Linked DNA regions of Rattus norvegicus: region 1 is linked to region 2. A link is a contact called in public Hi-C data. All regions are on one chromosome and are shown on one strand. The core of a region is the stretch at or near the end of the contact, and the rest is flanking DNA. Distances in the headings are between cores, read along the strand shown.

Region 1 (3,786 bases), core at 254-2,753, 230 kb after region 2:
TTTTAACTTCAGAGAGTTCGAGAATCTTTCCTCATCCATACTCCACTCCCACCTTCTCATTCCTGTCAGTGGACCAATTTTCTAGTCTCACTAATGACAAACTGGCTAAATTTAAAAGCGTTAACACTTGGAACTGGAGACATTGGACCAGCCTCTGAGAATGCCTAATGCAGATGGTTTCACTGCACCCAGGCAGGGTAGCTTACACCTGCCTGTAACGAGTTCCAGCAGATCCAGTGCCCACTTCTGGAGTCATTGGGCAACTGCACTCAATATGTACACAGAGGTTTTTTTGTTGTTGTTTTGTTTTTTTAAATCGTAAGGAAAAAAAAATCTAAAGATACTTCTGTTGAGACGATTCCAAAAAGAAAAAAAAGGAGGGGTGGGGGAAGGAGGATGAAGAGAAAGAGAAGGAAGAGGAGGAAAGACAAAACTCCCATCACATTCTACATGTTATCCAACCTAAACAGCCCTGACCCCATAGACATTACAATTCTACAGCCAAAAAAGGTGGAGTCTAGAGATCAGCTGACTGAATTCCATCCACCAAGTCATTACCAAACTTTAGCTTGTGAATTTAATGGTCTCATCTGTAAAACTGGGTCAGTAATAAAAATGTGTTCATATTGTTTATCATCAGAATAAAACTGAATTGAGCAGGTGTAGTGATGGATGCCCGTAATAGTTCTAGTACCCTAGAGTAGGGTGCATATCGATTATGTATTGGAGGCCAGCATGGGCTACAGAAGGAAGCCCTGTATCTAAAACCACGAACGAATCCATGAAGAAATAAGAGGTAAGGTCCTTATGCTGTGTGTTCTATAAGCCTCGGTTATAGGTTTCTATTTACTAAATCTGTATGTTTTCACTGCACGTATTTTTTGGGGGCCTAGCAAGCTGGGAAGGCAAGGGTTCCAGACCTTTTCCCTGGGCACTGTCTTTTGACTGTCTGGCCGCGCTGCTGATCAATTAATGTAATCTTTTTGTCTTCCTGGCGTGACACGTGGGGATGGGGCACTCGACCTCTCCGGCGACATGGGAACTAAAAGGCCTGGTAAATGGCTGTGTGAACCCAAGAAGAACAGGCCCGACGAGGAGGAAGCAGGGTGCACCCAACCCGGAGATTTTTGACCTCCAGATGAGTGTGGATTTTATTTCTGTGCGTCCTGCTCAGGCAAGGGACTCCAGGGGCCTAGGCCCATTCCCACTTTTTATTGGGAAAGTCTTCGTATTCCTCATACAGCCTCTCTCAGGGTTTTCTGCGACGACCTTGAAGTAGAACCACAGAGAAAACACTCGGTTATTCTAAGCACCCTTACGGGAGCCTGAGAAGGGAACCAGTATCACGTGACAGAAGGCCGGCTCGCTACAGATCTCTGAGTTGCCTAGAACATCCCGTCTCTATGGTCAACTGCACGCGAAATTCCTCGATGAGAAAGTTGTTCTTCCGGAGTACGGCTACTGCTTCCGGGGCAGCTCCCTGCGAACCGGGATTGCGGTGCTCTGCTTTCTTGGTTCCTGTGGAGCAATGCTTTCGCCCGCAATGAGCTTCCTCAAAAGCTTCCCGCCCCCTGGGTCCGCAGATGGACTCCGGCTGCAGCAGCCAGACACCGAAGCTGTGCTGAACGGGAAGGGGCTCGGCACCGGCACGCTTTACATTGCGGAGAGGTAGGTTCCAGGACTCCGGCGCCGGCCTCCTTCGGGGGCGCCTTCCTCCCAGAGGCGCGACCACGGGGTACTACAGGGGGGCGTCGGCCGACGCTGCTGTTATGCGGGCCCGGTGGGATTACCCCCCTCCGGAGCTCAGCTGGCTCTGTTCTCATTAACGACTTGTGCCTGTCTCCTGCAAGCCTGGCGCGTGGTCGCGTTTAGTTTTGAGTCTGCAGAGCCTCGGCTAGTTTTTCGATGGGCCTGGCTTTCTGAATGATCGTGTGAACTAGATGTTTTCCCTGCGTGGAATATGTAGCTCAGAGGAGATTGTGACGGGTTTAGGACGTTTGATTAATGAGCTTGGATTTTCCGCTCCAGATGTGGGTGGGGGAAAAGAGCATCTTCAGGCCCTCGCAGGGCGGAGTCATAACCAGTCGAACCCGACTCCTGGATGTGCAGGTCTTGGAAGGAATTCTTGTATTTGACTACTTGCAGGACTTTGTACTTCCACAATAAGATAGACGAGTCACTAAAATACACACTATACACACGCTCATACCTTCGTGCCCACCCCCATATTTTCCTGTTCTTATTCTCTCTGTCTCCCTCTCTCTGTCTCCCCCCAACCCCACACTCACACCCCCACTCCCGCCTTACTATCTTTCTCATACTTTCTGTCCTTCAGATTCTCTGGTTTACCATCTGCTGTATTTCATTTGTTGGCCCCAGAGGCTACTTTTCTTTTAAGAGCTCAGTGTTATAAATAACATTAGGCCTGCCTAGAAAAATCCAAGCTAGCCTCCTTTATATCACAGTCAGTTGATTAGTAACCTTAAATACATTCAGAATCCCCTCTGTCATGGCACTGGGAAACAAATCTCTTAGGGACCAAGATTATGCCTACTCCAGAGTCCAGGGTATAAAAGTGTAAGAAGTTAATTGTTTAAAGAACTGTTTGGATGGTGGGGCAAAGCCTGGGTGTTTAGACACCGACTGGAAATACATATGTGGGTGGGCACTCAGTTTGTTTGTGTATATATATACACACACACACACACACACACACACACACACACATATATATATATATGTGTATATATATATATATATATATATATATATATATATATATATATATAAAAGGTTTGGAGCAGTCAGGAGGGAGAAAGAAAGGGGGTGGGTAGGAAGAAGTGGTGGAGATTCATTCATTCATTCTGTAAGTTCTGTTACTCTAGAGAACCCTGACTAATACACATGGGTGGAGAGATGGTTTAGCACTTAAGAGCACTAACTACTCTTCCAGAGGTACAGAGTTCAATTTCCAGCAACCACATGGTGTCTCACAGCCATCTGTAATGGGATCTGATGCCGTCTTCTAGTGTGTCTGAAGACAGTTATAGTGTACACACATTAAATAAATAATTAAATAATATTAAAAGACATCAAAAATACACATGGATAAATAAAATGGATCTTGTTTTTCAGAGTTAGGATTATTTCTGTGTTTCACACTCCACATGCAGAAGAAATTGTTGAGATCACCCAAGATCTTACTGTGTGTACCTTCCCTCTCCTAAGTCTTTTTCTCTTTACGCATGCATTTCTCTAAGGTCCTTTGCCTGGCCCTCTCTTCTGGACTATATAGCCTACTCCAGTGAGTATGTTAATACCTACTCTTTTGAATTTCAAATCTGTCTTTTGGACATTTGATCACACTGTGAACCCCAAGAGTGTATACTAGAAAAGTCCTTTTTTTCTAGTCGTGGTGTGGCTCAGCCTTTAGCACACCTCTTTATAGCCTCTGACTGGAAGACAGACACATCCTTAGTATACACCTTGAATCCTAAACAGTGAAGGTCAAGTTAGTTTGTAGAAGGAAGCACCATGATTGAAAGTGATGTCTAAATGAGTGGCAGACAGAGTGATGAATCAGAGAAAGACTTGACCAAATAGGATATGCCCAACTCTCAGGAGAAATGAGAGGAAAGGGAAGCTATTTAAGAGCTGTGCAGAAAAAGGAAGGAGACAGTTTTACTGGAATAGTTGTACAGAGACAGGTTAGAGAAAAAAAAGGGGGGGGGGGGCAGAGAATGAGTAGTCAGATCAGCTAGAGTTAGTTTGATGCCAAGCAGAACA
Region 2 (3,440 bases), core at 316-2,815:
CCCAACTCTAGAGTTTTAAAATAAATAAGAAGCTCTAGACTTGAAACAATCCCACCAATCCCCACCCTGGAACCTAACCCCCACCCCCTAGGAATCCTATATAAACCCTGTCTCTCCTCAGATCTCTGTTGTTTCCTGTCTGAGCACTGGCAGTCACCTTCTGGGCTTTTCCCTGCCAACGAATCTTATGTGAAGTTTGTTGTGCAATGTGACTTTGTGGTATTCCTTGGCTCCCAACTCCTAGGATACCTTTCCATTTGAGTTGTAACCCAGTCTTCCCACATATAGGATAACAATAATCTTTTATGTGTTTTGCGTCCTCTGTGCCTACCAACCTCTTGTTTCCTGCTCTAAATATCCCATCTTAACCTTTTTTCTGGTTATAAAAAAAGAACAGGTAACACTGTATGTGGACAGCACCACATATATTTGTTCACAGGGTGTTCTTGTTTCTGTGTCATTTCATTCCACTGTTAAGTGTGTTTTTGTTAGATTAGGCATCACCAATATGATTGTCTTGAAGGTTACTTGTTCAAGTACCAGAGCCTTAAAGGAGTTTTGTGGTATTAGAATCTGATCCCTTATTTCTGCCTTCACTATTTACTTTAATATTTAATTAAATAAGAACAGGAACTCCATTCTCCTCATTGTTCAGCTTCCAGACTTGTTTCCAGAGTCTTGATATTTTATTTGTATTTTTTAGGTAAATTTATGTTCCTATTATGCAGACTGTTTTTCAAAGAAACAGACTACCAAGACCTTCTGAGAATTAGGTTGCCTTGACTTGAAAATACAAGGCTTTCTGAAAACTGCCAACTCCAATGAATTTAAAAACCTGTAACTGTTTAAGTGCTATAAAAGTTCCTCTTTTATTAAGCTTTGCTTGCTTGCAAAAGTCATAAAGAACCTATGTAAGAATCCCGCTGCTATATTAGATGCCACCCCATCCTCTTACTAAGGGGGACTGTAATGATAAATTTTTTGCCTTTCAATATCAACATGTGGCTTCATCCTCTGTCTCAAGATTCTTTTCACTGCTTGCCAACTATCAGGAGGCATGAGTGTCTACACCAGAGATGCACGGAGCACACTGACAGTTCTGACAGAGACCTGGCTTCCGGGTGGACCACAAGCATTCTTAAATCTTCAGACTTGCAGAGTAGTACCATTCAGAAAAATGATCTTAAACCTTTCATTGATTCAACACGAAGATTTTTGGCTTTCTTTTTCTTTCTTTCTTTTCTTTTTTTTTTTCTGCTTCTTTTTTATCGATGGGTAACTTTTAAATTACTAGAAAGAAGAAAAACGAACTTCGGGGAGGAGCTGGAACTAAGGCAACACTCACCCTAAGATTCTAGCATGGAACCTCCAAGGTAGCCCCTAGGACAAAGCTCCGGGTTTTGCCTCCAGCTACTAACAGCTTTTACTCCACCCATCTCTCAGGACGCGATCTAATTCCGTCTCCCAGCAGAAGCGGCAGCCAATCGACTCACTGGGCAGTCGAGCTTCAGGAAGCGGCCTCTCTATCCAGCTACCCTAGTGCATTGTGGGATTGCGGCGGAGTCGGTGCTGTAGAAAGGTTTACCTCCGCACTCTTGGCAAGTACAGTAGCCGAGAAGGTCCGGCGCGGCCATGGCGGCCCACCTGAAAAAGCGGGTGTATGAAGAGTTCACTAAAGTGGTTCAGGTAAGCTCTGGAAGAAAAAGTCATAGACCGGTCAGCGCGGGAAGGTTGTCCGCACCCCTGCCTGTTCCGCAGATAGGCGCCTAAACTTGTGTGTAGCCGATTTAGGGTTAGGTTCTCAGGCTGCTTGTCAGGCAGGGGGCGTGTTAGGTCGAGGCCGCTGTTCTCAGGTGTACTCTGACTTTGGTTTTTGTTGTTTGTTGTTTGTTTTGTTTTGTTTTGAAAGTTCTGGGGATAGAATTCAGGGTCTTAGGCATGCTAAGTTATTATTCTACCCTAAGTCACACTCCCAGCCCACTTGAAATCAAAACGAAACAAAATCATTAGGACAAACAAAGTGATGTACAGTTTTAAAAACTGTCAGGTGTCTCAAACTCGGTTGTGCCACATCGGGTTACACATGCGCCCTCCTGTCCTCAGTTAGGGGCATAACTCCTCACTCTGGTACTCCTAACTTTCAGAGACAAGTTGGGCAGTATGCAAAGCCCCAAGGCTGACTAAAGGTCTGTAGAATTCAAGGCCCAGAAAAAGCAGGCAAGAGTCGCAGGACCTCAATTCCATCAACCTCTCTCAGAGTCTTTTAAAGGTGGACCAAGCCCCTGTCAGAACTGACAGTGTGCTCCATGGTATCTCTGTAGAAGAGTCATATTCTGCTTCTTAAATTTTCTTATCTTGAGAAATATTTATTTATTTATTTATTTATTTATTTATTTATTTATTTATTTATTTATTGTAGTAAGGGAGATTGAACCTAGGGCCTCGTGCATGTTGAGACATGTGCTCTACCACTGACCTGCTACAGACCCAGGTCACATTTTGTTAAATGCAGATTAAATTCAAAAGGTTGGTGAGGTGAGGCAAGATCTGCATTTTGACCAGGCCCCAGTTTATGCCAGTGAGTCGCCAGCATTCTTAGATATTTAGGTAGAGTGGTACCATTTAGGGAAAAAAATTCTTTTTTGAGATGGGATCTCGCTATGTAGAACAGGCTGTTCTTGAACATGAAGAAATCAGCCTGCCTTTTCTTCCCAAGTGCAGGGATTAAAGGTGTACATCACCATTCCTGGTGGAAAATGATTCTTAAACTTTTCATTTGCTCATTAAGTCAACAGGAAAGTTTTAAATTTTTTAAAATACTTTCAAACACTTGAGTGATTTCTCTGTACCATTTGTGTGGTAGGAAGTCTTTGGCTATCAGAACTCTGCCTTTTGGGAGCACATAGTCTAACTGGAGAGCCAGAGCAGTGTATCTGTGATTGTCATAGAGAGAACTACATTGGCAAGACAGTATTCTTTCATTCTCTTTAGCATTTTCTCCTTTTCCTAAAACCAAGCTCTAACTTTCAGTGATCTAGTATTTTTTTTTCCCCCAGTCTATCCTTTCTGCTATCTTGGCACATTTGTTTATTAACTTTCTCTTTATTCTAACTTTTTCTTTAAAAAACTTAAAATTGTTGTACTTTATGTTATGTGTATGGCTGTTCTGTCTGCATGTATGCCAGTGTACCACATGTGCAGTGCCCACAGAGGACAGGACAGAAGGGGGCATCAGATACCCTGGAATTGGTTGTGAGTTACCATGTGGGTGCTGGTTATTGACCTGGGTCTTCTGCAAGAGCAAGAATTGCTCTTAATCCATGAGTTATCTCAGCAGGTCCAACTTTTTAAAACACAAACAAACAAGATCTCAGCTGGGGTGCCTGGGGTAGAGGGATGGTGAGGTAGGGGTGAGGTGGCACACACTTTTAATCCCATCA

What was found. Hi-C and Micro-C count contacts between places; a contact is called where the count stands out from the background.
Region 1: a contact with region 2 is called in a Hi-C map of liver, with 7 times the contacts expected there. The contact joins the promoter of Clns1a here to the promoter of Ints4 in region 2. A contact is called at or near these places in 3 of 12 Hi-C or Micro-C datasets (frontal cortex, liver and psoas muscle).

What each region holds. Positions count from the first base shown.
Region 1 is chr1:161,429,166-161,432,951 of GRCr8, forward strand. It overlaps Clns1a (chloride nucleotide-sensitive channel 1A), which reads left to right and starts at 1,504. Exons shown (of 7, transcript NM_031719.2): 1 at 1,504-1,668. The coding sequence starts at 1,529.
Region 2 is chr1:161,199,719-161,203,158 of GRCr8, forward strand. It overlaps Ints4 (integrator complex subunit 4), which reads left to right and starts at 1,566. Exons shown (of 23, transcript NM_001191629.1): 1 at 1,566-1,686. The coding sequence starts at 1,633.